Linked DNA regions of Dromaius novaehollandiae: region 2 is linked to region 1. A link is a contact called in public Hi-C data. All regions are on one chromosome and are shown on one strand. Each heading gives the region's core, a stretch centred on a gene start, on an enhancer-like site or on the middle of the called end of the contact. The rest is flanking DNA. Distances are from core to core; before and after follow the strand shown. Region 1 holds the start of TPP2 (tripeptidyl peptidase 2). Region 2 overlaps FGF14 (fibroblast growth factor 14).

Region 1 (5,968 bases), core at 3,218-5,717:
TTTTTAAGGGTAGGAATGGGAAATAGTAGTGGTATTAGATGACTTCAGAAGAGAAGGAAAACGTCACACAATCTTGCAGAATGACATGCCACACGATTTTTATTGAAGAAAAAAAAAAAACAGTTTACCAAAACAAACTGCACTACGAGAAACCTACCAAAAGAGAAATGTATCACCTAAATTTAAGATTATTCTATAGCAGTAATCTGCACTGCCAAATAAAACCATTATATAAACTATAAAGCTACAGCTATGTCACGGAACATATATGACAACTAGTGAAATCCTAAAGGAACATACTGAAGATGTCCTAGAAAGAACAGACAGTTTATGGTGTCAAAAAAACAACCAATGATGCACATAAAGTCCCTTCCAGAGAAGCACGTTCCACACAATTATCAAAAGTATGACTCTCTTGGACACATTTAGGAAAAAATATTCACTGTTACTATGTTCTCATAATAACATGCTTCATCTAGCAGGGATCATATCATATTAGTTCACTCAGCAAACAGACTACATTCCATAAACAGTAGTAGATGCTTGAAGAACAACATGAATTGGCTGTAAGGAATTATTTTCACAGCCCTGCATTAAAGATTGTTGATCTAAAAAAACCAAACAAACAAAAACCAAAAACACAATCTTCCCAACACCTCCAATACACCAACTATATTGAAGGTAAAAAAGCTCCAAAACAAAAAAACCTTCCTGTTCAGAAGAGCTGCAAGTTTCACTGTTTTCTAGCATTTCAGTGATTGGTATTCTTGACTTTATGCTCTACCATTAATGCTCATCTTGCAAATAACACACGCAGCAGGTATTTTTGCTGAAACCATGTTCTGGAAGTATGAATTCAGCCGCAGAAAATGGACAACATAATTTAATTATTTCATAAAAGTCACTCTGCTGCTGCCAAAAAGAGACAAGACAACTGCCAAGCTTTTATTGGAACTCAACAAGTACAGATAAATACCGCCAAGGTTTAAAATTCGCATGGTTTAGAAAAAAACAAATTTAAATAGCTGAAAAGAAAGATACTGCTACAAATATAAACAGGACACAGATTCCCATTTTCCAGAAAGTAACAAATATTGCTTTGAACAAGTTTGCTATGGAACAGTTCTCATTGCAGAAACCAACACTGTTAACTGTTCACAGAAATTCATGTTCATTTAGGACAACTGTTAAAGTAATAACCTGGTAATACTGAACAACAGTTATACAGCAGTGAAAATTTACTTGGGAAACTCCATGCATAGGCATTTACGCCATAGAATTTTCTAGCATCTGTAATTAATCCCTTCAGATGCCAGTCTCCACTCACAGAGAAGTCAACAGGTGGCCTCAAACAGAAGCTGTGCCCAAAAGCGGTTTCCATTAATAATAAATCATCCTGCATGCTAAACCTGAGATTATCAGAGTTGAGCCTTTTTCAAAACACCTCTAAAGAAAATAAATTACTCAGTGATCAAGTGCAAGAAAACAAAAAAGAAACTAACCCAAGGTGACCTCTTTGACACTGGAAAGTCATACTGCAACAGGTGGCCAGAACACAGATTTATGCTGTAGTGAACTTGGGTAGTTTTAAAAGTTACTTCCTAGCCAGAAATTCTATGTGCAACTCCTACACTATACAGCTCTTCACCCTCTAGCTGAATAGCAGGTCCACATGTGCACACGAAGTTTGTGCAACTGGAATCAACAAATCATAGTCCTTTGGGTCAGACACAAGAAACTCGAGAGTTTCAGGTGCAAAGGTCTAAGGTTCAATTCCTAATGGCAGCAATCCAGCCAGATTCACAGTCATTCAGTACAAAGTAACTGACAGGGCTCCCAGTGCTGACCTGAACTGCTTAGCATTACCGTTGGTGGGCAGTGTGCCATGATGAAACTTAGAGTTCAATTGGTTTTTTGTCCTCCCCTCCCCCTTCAAGTCCTGTAATTCTGGGTGAGGAGGAAGGAATTAAGTGATATTAATTAATTGTACTTGTGTGATTAGAAAATTCAGAAGAAGTGAATTTATTATAGTCATAAAGTATGTTTTAGCATCAAAATTAAAAACAATTGCTATATAATGAAAATATTTTATAGTATATTTATTTTAAAAAATCCCCAATTCTACATTTAATATCATGGTTTACATACAGTCATGTGGAAAAATAAATAAAATAGCCTACAAGTTTATAAATGAGAATGATTTTGTTGTTTGTACATTTTAATCTGAAGTTTCAAAAAACACATGCTTTCATGTTATCTCTGACTTTGTAGAACAATTCAGTCAGTAAATTCAGCATTTTAAAAATAATCTACCTGCAGAATCCTGTCAGTTGACCAGCATAATAGTAGTAGGGGAGAATCGCTATTTGTGAGACTCTAGACCACTGGGAATCTGAATTAAAAAGGCAAAACCAGATGCATTTGGGCATACTGCTGCCAGACTATACAATATCACCAATTCTGACCAATGACTATTGCAGCAACAAGAGAAAAAGTTAGAAATCAGCATGCAAGAAGCAGACAAGCTAACTTTACAGTTGATATCAACAGGTGGAGTGGAAAGCAAGGTGAAATGTGTTCTCTACAGCGCACTGTCACAAAAGGTTCAGAAAGGAAAGGAAAATAAGTACCAGCTAGATTAAGACTTTGTATGAAGTGGGCAAGCATGAAAAGAGCACATAGACAACCTCTTTACATGTTTCTCCAACATCCCCTCAAACTCGCTTTCACCAATGACAAGATGAGTTTCTTTTTTTCCAAAGTTCTCTATAAAATGTCTACTCCACTACCTGAAATTTTAGCCTTCAGATCAAGAAAATAGGGATAATAAGGGATTGTTATGAACCCTCATTATCTCAGTCTTGACCATGCAAACTCATGCTGTCTTTGTCCCTCATATACAAAACCTCTACAGATTTAGACTTGTTGCTTTCACTTGTCAATCCCGTCAGAACTATGAACCTTCCACTTCTATTCATAACTTCCAAATTGCCTTTTAGTGCTTTCTGGTCTGTCATGATACTATCCTGTTTGCTTGTTAGCTAACTTCCTGCTAAGCTTCCTAATTAATATTCCATTTACCTGTAGCTTTTTTGCCAAGAGCACCAGTTTCATATCAATTTAAACCAACCTACGCTAAAGCTACGCAGCCCCACCTTCCACCCTATCTGTCCTTTCCCTTATCTTTTCACTTACCTGAACTCCATAAAGGGTCACTTCAGAAAGCTGAACTAAAAGATCAGAGTTAGGTCCCTGAACTAAGTCACTGAAGAGTAAAATCTGCACTAGTGCCAAAGAAAGGGCAGAAACCACCACAGTCCCTGCTTAAATAAAGGATACAGTTCCCATGGGAGTTACATACAACTCTTTCTGAATCCTCTGACAGAAAGCATGATCACAAGAAGCTAGAAGCAGCAGTGACATAAAAGACCATATATATATATCATATATATATCATATCATATATATATGATTATATATATACATATATGATATATATATATATGATTAAAAATGTAAAATGTAAAAAAAAAATGGTGAAAGAATTAAGGAAAAACGGCAAAATGCACGAATTAAAGATCACCTACACAGAATTTTATAAAACCTGAGATCAAGATCATAATTGACAAATATGGTGTACTCTGAGCTACAGACAAAGGTAGCAGATCCAAAAAGGGCCAGCACATTCAAACCCGATACAGAATTTGACTGCAATACAACGTAAGAAAAATACACTGACAACAGAGGCATACCAAGTATGCTAGAAACACACTTTCCATGGAAAATATTTAAGTGGCTGTTTGAAGCTCACTGCTACTACTGAAATAACGCTAACGTTTAAGAAAAATACGAAGAACTCTTTTAGGGTAAGTTCTGTGAATAAGACAGCCAAAGAGATGAAGTGTCCTAAGACACCTGTGAAAGGCTCAAAACCAAAAACCTTATATAAACAGCCGAAGCGCAACACCCTGATCTACGTGATTTTCTCCGCTCTCTCATAGCGGACCTCCGCGAAGCTCATACTAATGCAGCACACGAATACTTACAGGAAACTGTAAGGAAAAAAAAAAAAGAAAAAAGGCACCACCACCAGCAGCAAGCCCCTCACGGCCACCGGCCGCCCACCGCCCCCTCGCGGCGCGGCCCCGCCGCTCCCTGCGGGCGGTGACTCAGGGCCGCTGCACCGAGGCGGCTCCTCCCCCGCATGCGACCGCCCGTTACCTGCATGCCCGGGGCGCCCGGGTCCACGCCGGTGTCCAGCACCGCCAGGACCACCCCCCGCCCGTCGAAGTCGGGGTAGCGGGCGAGGAAGGCGGCGGCGCCGGTCTCTTTCTTCGGCAAGAGGCCGTGGAAGGGGAACGGCTCCTCCACGGCAGCCGCCATCATTGGAGTGCAAACAGGGGCCGCGCGTGGCGACGGAGCGCGAGAGCGTGGGGGTGGGGTGGGGTGGGGGAGGGCACGGCGCATGCGCTCCCCGAGGGGCGCACCCTCGCGCGACGCACGGCGAAACCAGCCAATAAGACCACGCAACGTGCTGGCGCCCGCGCCGCAGCTGGAGACCGCAAGGCGCTGCAGCCAATCAAAAAAGCGAAATCCGCTACGCGCCGGAACTTCTGGTGATGGGGAGGATCTAGGAGGGGGCAGCCTTAAAGTGACCAGCACCGCCCTCCGTCCACCGGCCTTCCTGAGGCGCGGAGCGTGTGGGGGTTCTGCTCCGCGGGGGCGGGCGGCGCAGAGCCGGTTCGTGTCGGCTGGTACAGCCGCGGCGGCGAGGGGCGCGGCGGGGGTCACAGCCGTCTTCCCCTGGCACCAGGCCGGGCTCCAACGCTGCATGGGCGGCCCTGAAGCCCCGCTCCCGGGCGGGCCTCGCCTTAGAGGGCTAACGGCTCCGCCGCGGGCGGCCGGCGGCCGTTGTCCGCCCCAGGCCGGCGTTGGCCGGGGGCGGAAGGCGCCTCATGCACCGCTGAAAGGAAACCTCAGTAATACGGCACGAAGCGTGCTCGTAACCCGCTGGAAAAAAAAAAAATCAAGCATTGTCTCATTTGCTGATTCATCTCTACGAGAAAAACACGTTATGTGGTTGAACTGCCCCCCTGGGGCACTGTTATCTCCATTACAGTAGGGAGGATAATGGTATTTAAGTGTGCTGCAGTTTAATGCCTGTGCAACTACTTAGTTCTAAGCAAAAGAAGGCGAGCTATAGGCTATTGACAGCTCCAAATAAAATGTTGTTTGGTGAGATAAGTGAAAATCTCAGCTTTAAGAGAGGTCTAAAAGATATTTTCTAGCCTTCCCAACTGCAGAAAACCATGCAAGCAAAAACTGAATGAACTGTACAATCTCAGAAAACAAATACACAAAGAATTTCTTTAAAAAAAGCAATCATGTTCATAGGGTCTGACTCATGGCTTTAGCCATATAAATTGGCAATAAAGGTACTGTCTCTTCTTGTTGCTTATTTCAGTATCAATGTGCTTTCCTCAGGCAAGTTTCTGTTTGGAGAGTTTTATTGCGGAAAAGAAATTTGTATGGATACACTAATCTGTTCATCACTGTCTGCAAGGCAAAGGGGATTTTGGCTTTTGGGAATTTTTCCATTTGTATAATGCTTCTTTGTTTCCTGGATCTGATGAGATTTCTTTATTACTGAATGTATGTCAGACATGATTAATCTTCCTTCAACTAAATCTGGCATTTGTTCCTTCTTAATAGATTTTTTTTTTTTTTTTGCTAGCCAACAGAAGTAGATTATGCATTTTCCTTGTTTTTTTTGGCTACGATTGGCAACTTCTTCCAATCCATCAATGGTTTTAGAGGTCTCAAGCACTTTTATGCAATTAAAGTACCAAAGAAAACTGATGAGCAGACAGTTAAAAATACATATCTTAAAAAAAGAGTCAAAGCTGTACTGTACTTATTGTACTAATGCAATCTGCTTCCCTCTTTGGTTTTCAGTCATGAGTAACAA
Region 2 (5,936 bases), core at 2,284-4,783, 320 kb after region 1:
CAGTGCCATCCTTTATGCCAATTGTTTCCATCTGTATGTTTGTAATCTCCACAAATTTATGGTTTCTTGGCTGAGGCAGGATCATCCTTCTGCCTCTAGGTTCTCCTGCTGTTGGAGCTGGCTTTGGCGGAGCGTTGTTGGCAGTCCTGAACTGTTTATGACACTTCTCTGCTGTGAATATTTTGTGTCCTTTATGAAATAAGTTACTTGTCACAGAGCTTGACATCAAATGTCTGATACTTCTTATTCGTGAATTTACTTAGAGGGAGTTTCTTTAGTTCTGCTCTGACAGAAAGTGACCTGTTTGGCATTAAATACATGATTGGAATAGTTTACAATGAAAATGAAGTCTCATCCATCACAAATTGCTAAAGTCGGATTGCATTATCTAGTATTATTCCTTTAAAAAAAAATTTCTACCACTTCTGGGTAAGAAAAAGTTGAAACTGGAAGATGGATGATCTGTAACATATGGATATATTTCAGGCCTCTTGGAAATATATGATCTGCAGGACACTTGGATGAGTAACAGCTTTTGTGTTTCTGGCTCCTTTAGCGGCAGTGAGGGGGGATGATGGAGGCAGAGGGAAGATGGTGGCCAAGAGGAGAGTAGGCCTGTATTTCTTTTTTTTTTCTTTTTTCTTTTTTTTTCTAGAAACTCAGACTGCTACAACACTAACAGATACCACTGCAATCATTTTTATAGATATTTTTAATTTAGGCAATTGATTTTAATTCATGTCTTACTGGCAGCGTTTGTTATTGCAAAAACAAGGCATTGCTTTGTTTTTTTAGCTCTGCTGTAACTGCGACTGTTTAGACCTTTTACTTAACATCATCAAGTTCTTTCCAAGTGTTAGAGGTTTAACCTCAAATATTAATGTAGGAAAGTAGGTCTCTCTTTCTCTTAAAACATGAAACATGGGGTGAGAGCCTTGCTACACTGAGTTCAAAGGAAAACTTGTGTTTACCTCACTCATTGCTTTATATTTTTCATGTTATCAAGTTCATTATAGGCACTTGTACTTTCAAAATATTAGTAAAGTACATTCTAATTCACTGGGGAGCAATGTATAGATAGAGCTGCTTTATAAGGAATAAAACCTCCTTGGAAATCAAGTAACAGTTGTAGCCCGGAGAAGTCCTTCGCAGCTTTCATCTAACACTGAGGAGACCTAAATTTTATAGGTGCCTCTTTCTTACCTCAGGTACCTCAAGTTCTTTCTGTGCACCTCAGGATGACCTAGCAGCCAGCTGGGGGCTAGGCGCAGGTGCGACATGGGACAAGGGTGCCTCCTGCCCCAGAATCTTCACATATAGGACTCACACAGGAAAAGCTTCTGTCCAAAATGGACGTGATGCTTTCCCTTAAAACAAAGGGGACACAAAGGAACCAGACTGAACATTTTCAGCTGCATGATAGAGTTCAAACCATTTTAATTCCACCTGCAGACCTGAGCCCCAAATCCACTGCGGGTAATTCTGGGACATAGTACTTGGCGAGGCCTTGTGGGAGTCCAAAGGTGAACCATCTCTGGCAGGATGATGAGGTAGTCTAAAATATTTAATTAAAAAAGGACCATCACCTTTCTAAAATAAGTGCGAGCTTCCTGCTTTGAGGAGAGAGAGCTTGGCTTTGGATCTTTGAAGAGGTCTTTGGTGAACTTTTGATCACCTGAAGGCAAGTGCCTTCTTGCAGTGTCCTGGGGTTAGGCAGCTCCTTCATCATCGTGGCCTGGTTTCTCATCCTCCCTGTGTGTTTTACAGGCAACCTTGCTCCCTATCTTGGGGTCCTAGGGCCCATCTTGGGGTTAGACAAGTCTTTTGGTGTTGCTGTGCCTAATGAAGGCGTGCAGCCAACCACTTAGGCACCTACAGTGTCATTTGGAACATATTAGTAGGTCACTTTGACCTACTGTTTTTCCTAACCTTCGAGTTTAGGCTGCCTAAGGATCCATGGAAAAATCAGCCTGAAATCCCAGATGTCAGAAGTGGTCCTGCTATGCATCCATCCCTCTGTTTGCCAAGCTGACTGTTTGCATTCGTATCGCACAGCCTTAAACCTGGAGCAAGTTCCTCAAATTTAGGCATTTTATAGCTCAATGTCACAGACATTGGACTAGCTAAATATTTGAACAGCTTGGATTTTGGCCCTAATACCTAGCACTTCATGAAGCATAGCAGGCTTCTGGTAACTAGGAGTCAAATATTTCCAGGTGTGGTCTGTGTATGAAGTTTGTCTCCGCTACAGCAGTATTGAACTTATATGCCATCATGAAGTCAGTGTAGTTGTTTGGTGAAATGCTGTAATAGATCAAGTTTGCAGATTGTTGGAAGACTCATTAGGTTTAAAATCTTAGACTGTAATTGCTTTTTTTGGTTTTTTTCCCCCTTCCTTCATATTCTTGGGAAGTTTTGTATTTGTTTATTTTTAAGGATTTTACTCAGAAGAAGCCATACACAAGATTCTGGGTGCTTCTCTTGTGCATGTACCATGCCCAACAGTCTTCAGTTGTCTCATACTGGTTTGCAGACAAGACAGTCTATATTTTTTCTGTACTGGTCATTCTAGAAAAAATGCTTTGGTTGTTCTAGATTTTAGACCATAAAATTTTGTTATGAAGTCAGAGTCTAAACTCTGCTCAAAACTTTTAAATAAAGACTTCATCCATTTCTTGTTCAAAATTTTGGAATATGTTCTGAGCCAACTATAGAGAAAAAATGTGTTCCACTCACTTTCAGAGAAGTAGTTTGGTGCTGAATGTTTTTTATTTTTAATCATGTTACATACAACAGTGACTAAACGTGGTCTTTTTTCCTGCTCAGTCTCATTAAATATTTGAGCTGGAATGATACATCTTATGGAAAAATCAATGTAATTGTCATTTGGAAAAATATTTCAAATGCGTAAAACAAAAGTAAAACAAAAAAATGAACTAAATTCTCATTTTTAAGGAGTATATAACAATTTATAAAAGAAAAACTACTATTTAAACTCCAAATAATTCTGAATGAAGGTGATGTACATTTCTGTATTGAGGAAACAAGTACGGAAATGCTCTATGGTTGCATTTACTTTGGAAAAAAAGATACTTTAGAATATTAGATCTCTTACTATAGTATAAAATGTGATTTAATAAACATAGAGAGGAAAAGTCTGAGCTAGGATTTTCATTGCTCTTGATGTATATTCATATCTCAGACTGAACCCTAGTTCAAGCGCACTGGGCAGCAGATTTACGTTTCCATGTGTAATCTTGTTTGATTATATGAATTTTATTCTGAGGCAGTTTACTTAAGATGTCTAATATGAAGATATAGGATATAAATTTTCTAAGGAAAAGCCTCTATTACTCTCTAAATAACGGTGTTTAAATAGCAAGTACTCAGTGCTTTTCAGCTTGGGAGTAACTGTTCTCTGAAATCTCAATGAGCGCATTTTTGTTATGCCTTTTAAAAATGTTTCACTTCAAATGCATCTGCATTTGTCCTGTCCTAAGGTTTTATTTTTGCTTATAGTGCCCTCACCTGTAACTTCGGGCCAATTGCAGAACTTTAGTGGTAAAGTGGCACTTTTATCTTCGAATCTGTAGCTGGAGAAAGTACCTCTCTAAATGCATTATTTTGACAGCTAGAAACTGCTAATGTGTTCCAGCTGACTTGTATTAGTTAGCAAGTTTATACTTCAAACATAACAGTGGCTTTTAGTGTACCCTAAACACAGTTTATTTTTATGTCAAACCTCAACTGTGTACTTTTACTCTGTAATGCAGACTGAAAAAACTAAGGAAGCAATTCATTCACACTTCGATTACAGTTACCTTCCTTAGTTTAACCATTTGTCAAGCTGTGGGACTAAATGGATCAAAATAAAAAGCAATTGGGGCGAGAGAAACAAGATAGTCTAGCTGCCATTTCTGTCTGTTTTTCTTTATTTCTCCTTTTGGCACTTCTTTACCTCAGGCATTTGTCCAGGTAAAATCTCTCTCAGATCTTGACAAGAATGGTAAGTAACAGACATAACTTAGAAAACTTTTCAGAAACTCACAAGAAAATTGGGAAAGATTATGAATTTAGTCTTTTCTTCATTTTAAACAACCTCAGAAAATTCCCCCAAACATTCATGATTTGATCTGAACACAGACTAAGTGGATACGCTTTTTGGGTGTAAAGCAGCTACAGTTTCTTTCATTCTCAGGTTGTCTTGACTTGATATACAGACAAACACCATATAGGTTATTTTAGTTTACATTTTGACTCACACTTTAGTGGACAGATGCAAGGTAGCAGCTGGCGGAGTACAGGTATTCCTCTAATGACAGAACAAGTGAATGGAGGGGAATAGCTTTTCCTTGATGGAGGAATTTGAATCTGGCAGGATCTCATCACTTGCAATGCTACATTTCTGAGATTCCCTGTCTCTGGCAACTTTTCTCTCTACAGTGGTCTTCCAGACTATGGTTCTTTAGCGCCTGTGTTGTCAGGTTACAGAAGCAAGTGGAGACATAGTTGTGGCAAGTCAACATAGAAAAAGCTTACTTTATTCTTTTTAAATGGAAAGCTCATCATATTAAAAAAATCAGATTTTTGGTCTGGTCAGAAACAGTGGAAGGAGGTGGAACAGGGGCAGGATGTGTAGGTCAATCGTTGGGCTCCAGAATAGGTCAGTTCAGATTTCTGTGCAATTTTCAGCAACCAGGCAGCTTTTCTTAGCTATGTTTCTCTGCCAGCAGCTAGTCAGAGCTTAGGGATGTTCTTGGCAAAGCCTACCATGTTGAATCCTGTATCCTGTAAATCAAAGGCTTCCTGAGCTTGCTTACATCCTTCCCTGCACACACGCGCGTGCGCGCACACACACACACACACACACACACACATTTCCATTCATTTCATTCGTACTAATCTTGGTAATTCTGTTATAAATCTCTGCCCTGTTTCCAGTGGACTGTTAAAGCTTTGCTTGTGCCCAGTTAGACAGTGGTAGGTTATGTTTAGGGCCAAATATCTGATCTTCATGCAGATACATTTCAAGTAAATAAATGAGAGACAGGGTGAATGTGTATGCAGAATTTTGTAAGAATTACTGCATTGCTGCCTATTTACTTTAGATGTATGTGTGTAAATATCTACAAATATTTATATATATTTACATACATATATATGTGCACATAGTCATTGTTCTCTTGTAATACCTAGGAATCTTAGGCCAGGACCCTACCATGCTGACACTGTTCCAAATAGCCTTCTGGGTATAAAAGCCAAAATCAATGGGATATATGGAATCACAGACAATCTAAATTTAGTTTCACCATATGTATTCCACCGTTACAAGTATAATTTAAATTTTTCCATTTTTTTCTTTTGGTTTGTGGGGGTTTTTTTCCCCCACTCTCCAATTCTCAAGCGCTAGCATCAGGGTGCAATAGATAGACAATGAAGAGTGAGGAGACATTTCTTTAAATAACTGTTTTCAATAAATATTTATTTTGTGAACTATTTTTGCTGAGCTTATTTTTTTCAATTAATATTTTTACTTCTTATTCTTGGGCCAGTTTACACAGAAAACCTTTTCTTTCAATATCAGGTATTATGGCTATCTTCCTCGAATTTTGTTCCAATATATATGTTTTACCATCCTTTACTTATTTTCGAAACATGAGTTTATTTTAAAAATTATGTCTAAGCTGCTGTCTATCAATATGTGAGTTTTTTAATCATAACAAGCATTGGGAGATAGTATGTGAACAAGAGACAGAAAAGGGCTCTGGAATTTTTGCTGTCTTTTATAATGCGCCTAACATTATAACTTTAGACACGGAATTTGTTTTGGCCTTCTGAAAATGGACATTAGCAGCCTTTGCACAAGTGATGGGGAGCTTAAATCTCCTTCTGGAGTTAAGTGCCTGCCTTTGAAAGCTTTGGCCTAGGTTTGATAG

Evidence for each region. Hi-C and Micro-C count contacts between places; a contact is called where the count stands out from the background.
Region 2: a Hi-C map of ovary shows a contact between it and region 1, with 4 times the contacts expected there. The contact joins the enhancer-like site here to the promoter of TPP2 in region 1. A contact is called at or near these places in 2 of 4 Hi-C or Micro-C datasets (liver and ovary).

What each region holds. Positions count from the first base shown.
Region 1 is chr1:159,745,764-159,751,731 of bDroNov1.hap1, forward strand. It overlaps TPP2 (tripeptidyl peptidase 2), which reads right to left and starts at 4,468. Exons shown (of 29, transcript XM_026121645.2): 1 at 4,222-4,468. The coding sequence starts at 4,467.
Region 2 is chr1:160,066,583-160,072,518 of bDroNov1.hap1, forward strand. The region is part of intron 1 of FGF14 (fibroblast growth factor 14); the gene reads left to right. Among named protein-coding and RNA genes, the nearest start is that of FGF14, 250 kb to the left of the region's middle. Within about 2 kb of position 3,534, at least 1 of the 2 cell types and tissues checked has open chromatin away from gene starts, as enhancers often do.